Linked DNA regions of Xenopus tropicalis: region 1 is linked to region 2. A link is a contact called in public Hi-C data. All regions are on one chromosome and are shown on one strand. The core of a region is the stretch at or near the end of the contact, and the rest is flanking DNA. Distances in the headings are between cores, read along the strand shown.

The links. Hi-C and Micro-C count contacts between places; a contact is called where the count stands out from the background.
Region 1: a contact with region 2 is called in a Hi-C map of neurula embryo, with 2.2 times the contacts expected there. The contact joins two enhancer-like sites. A contact is called at or near these places in 2 of 5 Hi-C or Micro-C datasets (brain and neurula embryo).

What each region holds. Positions count from the first base shown.
Region 1 is chr1:205,732,081-205,735,859 of UCB_Xtro_10.0, reverse strand. All of the region lies in intron 13 of dym (dymeclin), which reads left to right. Among named protein-coding and RNA genes, the nearest start is that of smad7, 140 kb to the right of the region's middle. Within about 2 kb of position 1,974, at least 1 of the 11 cell types and tissues checked has an H3K27ac peak or open chromatin away from gene starts, as enhancers often do. A contact at or near this core is called in neurula embryo, where this site is marked.
Region 2 is chr1:205,599,566-205,603,267 of UCB_Xtro_10.0, reverse strand. No RefSeq gene overlaps it. Among named protein-coding and RNA genes, the nearest start is that of smad7, 4.5 kb to the right of the region's middle. Within about 2 kb of position 1,432, at least 7 of the 11 cell types and tissues checked have an H3K27ac peak or open chromatin away from gene starts, as enhancers often do. A contact at or near this core is called in neurula embryo, where this site is marked.

The DNA.
Region 1 (3,779 bases), core at 725-3,224, 130 kb before region 2:
CCAGCAGGGGGCAGACTTGCTCTCTACAGTCCAACTATGGACCCGTTCCTATCGGCCCCTCTGCTGAGCTCTGCTCACAAGCGCTCGTATGTTACAGTCAGGGTGAAACTGCTTATTTTAACACTTGCTATTTTTGTGTGTGATTACGGCAGTGTCAAAGCAGATGATTCAAAGAAATCTAAATTTACATTTGCAGTAACTCGGAGCTTCCTAAAAATACTCTTATATCCAGTAAATATGTGTTTTTTAATTCAACTTTTAAACGAGCAAAGTATTGTGCAAGTTATTAGCAGGAGAAATATATAATAATGATAAATATTATCTGAGGGGCAAAACCTTTCCCCGCCCCCTTTCAATCGCCCCCCAATCCTGTTCTTCATGTTTGGCCGGTAGTTATTGGCAGGGTAATTGTTTGGGTTATATGTAGAGCGCCGGGAATTTCCAGATGCCAAATGCCAGGCAGCTTATGGGGCCATGTTTGGGGCCCTCGGGGGGGTCCTGCCCAGGTATTGGGCAGATATCAATAGGAAAGGTGGTGTGAAGATAAGGTCCTCTCCAAACGGGTCTCCATAAGCTTCCATTATGGTCCAGTCATTGCCCTCGGGGCCAAAAGATTGGATCATTCCTATTGGGCCCACTAAATTTTTGGCCAAATCAGGTATCTTGCCAAATGAGTGGATCTTACCATGTATGCCAAGCTGTACGTGGCACCCATACGGTATAGGGACTCCCTGACACATAGGATACACAGAAAATATTCTAAGGGTATAAAACTACTGTAGAATTAAGCATTTCAGGGGGGCAAATTAGGAAAAGGTGAACTTCAATATAGAATTGATGCCATTTTGTGCTGTTCCTTCTCTATCTCTCTTTCTCCCCCCCCCCCCCGTGCAGGAGGCGGAGTCAGAGTTTGATGGACAGATCACTTAAATACATCATTGGTCTGTGCTTACTTTGCCCAGACAGGGTATTAGCCCTAACTGTCCATCAGATCCGGACCCCCAGCTCCTGCACTGACAGGCAGATTGTGGAAAGAGTAGGAGAAGGAAGATCCATTTAATGATTTCAGTAATAGGGCAGTATCTTCATTTATTGTGTTTATTCCCATGATATCAGTTTTATAGTTAATACTTTATTTTCGTGATAGTTCCCCTTTAAAGGGTCCCAGTCAGTTGTGCATATACATGTATATATATATCTAACTACTAATTATGTATATATCTATATATATTATATATATTTTATATATTTTTAGTTTGTGGGGAGGATGGGGCTTGCCTGGCCAGACTGTCAGCACAATAAGACCGGCATGCAGAATGATTGGCCAATGGGATCATCGGTGACCAATCATGTGGGGCTTATGTAGGAGCTTTAGAATAAATGAGGGCTGTTCCCTCCCAGCCACAAACCAACTCAGTGTTCAGTTTGCAGAAGGAATGTGTCTTGGGGCAATGGCACCCCGGGCAATTCCCAGCGTTTGGCCACCTAGGCGAGGGTTTGCAGGCAATAGTCTGGCACTGGGGGGGGAATAGGAATTCCATTTCTACTAATTAGCAGTGGAATGATAGAAGCGGCTGCAGCGCTGCGGGGGGCACTCAGCCTATAGGAATGGGATTTTAATCATATTATTGGAGTCTCTTTGCCAGAGGAACCCGGAGAGTCAGGACTCATCCATCTTTCAGCAGCGCGCCTGATTTGTGTTCTCAGGAAACGTTAGCGCGTCATATGTTTCTTTATTCCACACAAGGCACACACAATGGCGCAGTCTGCAGTCGGGGGCACCGCGCCGGAGATATAGGCTGGAATGTATGAAAGAGAAGTATTTAATCTGAATGTTGTGTCCTACAGCACAATCAGTCTGCTCCGGCACTATCAGCTCTCAAGGGTCTGTCTCTGCTTTCTTTCCTGTTTGTGCTCTTACTGATTCTCTGAAGAGGCTCAGATAGGCCGCTAGCATGACAGATTAGGCATGGGTGCAGGCTGCGGCCAGGAATGCTGCCACTTAGTGAGCCGCGCAGAAGCCATTCACTGCCTGCCCCACTTCTGCCCCCTTGCAGCTATTTTGGGTTTGGCGCCTACACACCTTACTGATTGCAGCCGCACTGACTGGTCGGATTTCCCACATGCCTGGAAATAAACCTTTGTCTTGTAGTAAACTGGAAGCCCTGTACTTAAAGGGAAACTATACCCCCAGAATGAATACGTAACCAACAGACAGTTTATATCATATTAAGTGACCTATTAAAGAATCTCCCCAAACTGGAATATATATATCAGTAAATATTGCCCTTTTACAGCCTTTCCCTTGAGCCGCCATTTAGTGATGGGCTGTGTGCTCCCTCAGAGATCAGCTGACAGGAAGTGATGCAGCTCTAACTGTAACAGGAAGTAGTGTGGGAGCAAAAGGCAGAACTCTGCCCATTCATTGGCTGATGGGGCCTAGCATGTATGTGTGCCTTGGCTTGTTTGTGTGCACTGTGAATCCTATGATCCCAGGGGGCGGCCCTTAATTCTTAAAATGGCAGTTTCCTATTTAGGATTACCCAATGGCACATACTGCTAAAAAAAGTATATTTTATGAAAATGGTTTATTTAGATGAAGCAGGGCTTTATATATGTATTTTTATAGAGCCCTACATTGTTTGGGGGTATAGTTTTCCTTTAAAGTAAACCAGGGCTGGCCAAACAGGGCCTCCGATTGTACTACTAGGCGCTACAAACTCCACTGTCCCCCAATGAACTAACAGTTAATTAGCGCATTCATTAATGGAACTGAACTGCTTATCAATAGTATAGCGTAATATCAGCTGTTTATACTGCACAGAAAAGGGGCGAAGTCTGATTTCCTAACAGCTGCCTGGTTGCAAGGGTAAGTTAACCCTAGCAGCTGCACAACAATGGCCATAGAATACCGATACCATGCTACAAGTTCATGTTAGGGTGAGCAACCCCTAATGGGATAATGCTGAGCTACGTGTGAGGGTCCCCGGAGCTTTCCCTCCGACTGGGCAGATAAGCATTGCAGTTACTTCATGTGCTGCTCCCCAGCTTTGGAATGTGATATCCGATGCTATTGGCACTCACTAATTCAATTATCCCTGTCCCGGAATGGCCCAGCATTCGCCTCCCATTGTACTGACCTCAAATATACTAAGGCCAGTGGTACCTCCAGCCCACGGTACCATTGATCCAAACAGAATGGAACACTACATTCTTATCCTTTTCATTTATATGTGTAATATAGAGCAGTGCCCAGTCTGGTTATGGAAGGAAGGAATTGACAGCCACACAGACTGCACGACTGCTTACAGTGCCCTGTGTATCTGCCCTGTGTATCTGCCCTGTGTATCTGCCCTATGTATCTGCCCTGTGTATCTGCCCTGTGTATCTGCCCTGTGTATCTTCCCTATGTATCTGCCCTGTGTATCTTCCCTATGTATCTGCCCTGTGTATCTGCCCTGTGTATCTGCCCTGTGTATCTTCCCTATGTATCTGCCCTGTGTATCTTCCCTATGTATCTGCCCTGTGTATCTGCCCTGTGTATCTTCCCTATGTATCTGCCCTGTGTATCTGCCCTGTGTATCTGCCCTGTGTATCTTCCCTATGTATCTGCCCTGTGTATCTTCCCTATGTATCTGCCCTGTGTATCTTCCCTATGTATCTGCCCTGTGTATCTGCCCTGTGTATCTGCCCTGTGTATCTGCCCTGTGTATCTTCCCTATGTATCTGCCCTGTGTATCTTCCCTATGTATCTGCCCTGTGTATCTTCCCTATGTATC
Region 2 (3,702 bases), core at 183-2,682:
GTTGCTGCTGATATCGGTCCCTTGGACCGATATTGGCAGCTTATCTGCCCGTGTAGGGGCAGAAACGAGGGGCCTGGCCAACCGATATCTGGCCTGAAATTGGCCATATCTCGATCGGCCAGGTTAGAAAATTCAGTCGGATCAGGGACCACATCGGCTCGTTGATGCGGTCCCCGAACCGACTGCCCCTTGCCACCAGTATAATTAGATCGTTTGGCCCCAGGGCCATCTCGACAAGCGAGTGGATCTCAGTGTGTATGGGGACCTTTAAAGATTCCCTCCAACTCCTGGAAGCTTCCACCAGAGTCTTCCAGACCATCCCATTGTTGGACTTGTAGACTCCTTCCAAGTCTTGTAAGCTTCCATTAGAGCAGGGTTCCTTAATCATGAGCTACGCTCTGATGTAGAAAGTGTTGGTGAGCCACACAAGCATGAACCTAGTATGGTTTGGCCACCAAGGTGATGAGCCAAACTTGCCATATCCCATTGTTTTGCTCCCCAGCGAACAACTAGACCATAATAATCGCCTATGCTGACCCATAGTGAGATACCTGTACCAACAGTCTGGTTCAGACCTCCTTTGATAGCATTTTCCAAGTCAATGGATAGTCCATTTGGCAGTTGGCTGATCCCTGAGCAGATATCGATTAGACAGAATATTAATTTGGCCCCACACACAGTCCAAGAACTGTATACTAAGCTTGAAGTGGCCAAGTCAGCAATCAATGTCAGCCCATGTATGGCCAGTTTTACCCTTTGTGCTCCCCACCCTTCATGAATAGAACTGACCTGTAGCCCATGTCCACATCCCGGCTATCAAGTAGCAGCAGTCTAATGTGTCGTATGCTTGAAGTTGTCTGAAGATTGCCTGAGGGTGGGTTTGGTATCAGCATTTGACAATGGGATTGTTAGGTATAATGGACACATGATTACCTATCACAAAATAATACACATACAGTGTTCTTCTCCCAAGCAGTAAAGGCAGCCACCCTTGAGTTCCTAAATAGGGAGGACCAGATGTGACCAGGTATATATTCCCCATTTTAATCTCTTAGTTTGAAAAAGAAATAAAGAAAATAATAAAATCCCTAACACCCCCAAATAAAAATCAAAGAAAGACCAACTGCAACATTGCTTAGATTACTTAAGTGTAGAACAAACACAAATGTAAAACTGAACTTCCCCTTTAAATTTTGACATAAACAAGGTTTATAGGGGATTTTAAAAGGTGTAATACAGAGTATATGGCTGGCAGGAAAGCCCCCACACACATATATACTGTACATGAGCAGGGGGGAGGGATACACAGCATTACAGGGGGGGCACACTGCACACTAGCGTGACTGCACAAGGGGAAGAGCTGTGTGTAGTGTCTGCTCTTAATGGCTTGTGGAAGGGAATTTTTTTCTCTAGGATCTTATTTATCTTTTGTGTTGTCTTTGTTGTGTCTCACACCCCGGTGCTGTTGGTTAAACAATTAGGTTAACAGTGCCCTGGCTCCAACTGTCTGCCAAGCTCAGAATTGCAATGCAAATCGGCTGCTTTTATTGTTTGACTTTCAGTTCCCTCGCACAGACGCCTGGGACTCCAGAGAGCAAATAAAGCCAGGGGTGAGTGAGAGGCACTGACTGAGGCACCCACCTCTCCAGCAGGTACACTCAGAGGGCACACTCACCCGAAGGGCACACTCACCCGATCCACTTCAGCTTTCTGTACATAAAGTACTTAGCCTGGGATACAGTATTTAGCCTGGGGTACAGTATTTAGCCTGGGATACAGTATTTAGCCTGGGATACAGTATTTAGCCTGGGATACAGTATTTAGCCTGGGATACAGTATTTAGCCTGGGGTACAGTATTTAGCCTGGGATACAGTATTTAGCCTGGGATACAGTATTTAGTCTGGGATACAGTATTTAGCCTGGGATACAGTATTTAGCCTGGGATACAGTACTTAGCCTGGGGTACAGTATTTAGCCTGGGATACAGTATTTAGCCTGGGATACAGTATTTAGCCTGGGATACAGTATTTAGCCTGGGATACAGTACTTAGCCTGGGGTACAGTATTTAGCCTGGGATACAGTATTTAGCCTGGGATACAGTATTTAGCCTGGGATACAGTATTTAGTCTGGGATACAGTATTTAGCCTGGGATACAGTATTTAGCCTGGGATACAGTACTTAGCCTGGGGTACAGTATTTAGCCTGGGATACAGTTTTTAGCCTGGGATACAGTATTTAGCCTGGGATACAGTATTTAGCCTGGGATACAGTACTTAGCCTGGGGTACAGTATTTAGCCTGGGATATAGTATTTAGCCTGGGATACAGTATTTAGCCTGGGGTACAGTATTTAGCCTGGGATACAGTATTTAGCCTGGGATACAGTACTTAGCCTGGGATACAGTATTTAGCCTGGGATACAGTATTTAGCCTGGGATACAGTACTTAGCCTGGGGTACAGTATTTAGCCTGGGATACAGTATTTAGCCTGGGATACAGTACTTAGCCTGGGATACAGTATTTAGCCTGGGATACAGTATTTAGCCTGGGATACAGTACTTAGCCTGGGATACAGTATTTAGCCTGGGATACAGTATTTAGCCTGGGGTACAGTATTTAGCCTGGGATACAGTATTTAGCCTGGGATACAGTACTTAGCCTGGGGTACAGTATTTAGCCTGGGATACAGTATTTAGCCTGGGGTACAGTATTTAGCCTGGGATACAGTATTTAGCCTGGGGTACAGTACTTAGCCTGGGATACAGTATTTAGCCTGGGATACAGTATTTAGCCTGGGATACAGTATTTAGCCTGGGATACAGTACTTAGCCTGGGATACAGTATTTAGCCTGGGATACAGTATTTAGCCTGGGATACAGTACTTAGCCTGGGGTACAGTATTTAGCCTGGGATACAGTATTTAGCCTGGGATACAGTATTTAGCCTGGGATACAGTACTTAGCCTGGGATACAGTATTTAGCCTGGGATACAGTATTTAGCCTGGGATACAGTACCCACCCAGAACAGGATACAGAGCTCACAGTGACTGGACTACAGTACTTGCCCAAACTGGCACGAAGTACCCACACAGACACGGATATAATAGGTAGAGAGCACTCAGACTGGGAGAGAGCGCACATAACCAGTGGGACAGGCTGAGTTAAGTACTCATACAGGCAGTGCCTAATGACCCAGGGGCAGATAGAGTGACAGGTAGTGGGGCAAAGTGACAGGTAGGGGGCAGACGGAGTGACAGGTAGGGGGCAGACAGAGGGACAGGTAGGGGGCAGACAGAGGGACAGGTAGGAGGCAGACAGAGGGACAGGTAGGAGGCAGACAGAGTGACAGGTAGGAGGCAGACAGAGGGACAGGTAGGAGGCAGACAGAGGGACAGGTAGGAGGGGGACAGGTAGGAGGCAGACAGAGGGACAGGTAGGAGGGGGACAGGTAGGAGGCAGACAGAGTGACAGGTAGGAGGCAGACAGAGGGACAGGTAGGAGGCAGACAGAGTGACAGGTAGGAGGGGGACAGGTAGGAGGCAGACAGAGGGACAGGTAGGAGGCAGACAGAGGGACAGGTAGAAGGCAGACGGAGTGACAGGTAGGGGGCAGACAGAGTGACAGGTAGGAGGGGGACAGGTAGGAGGCAGACAGAGTGACAGGTAGGAGGCAGACAGAGTGACAGGTAGGAGGCAGACAG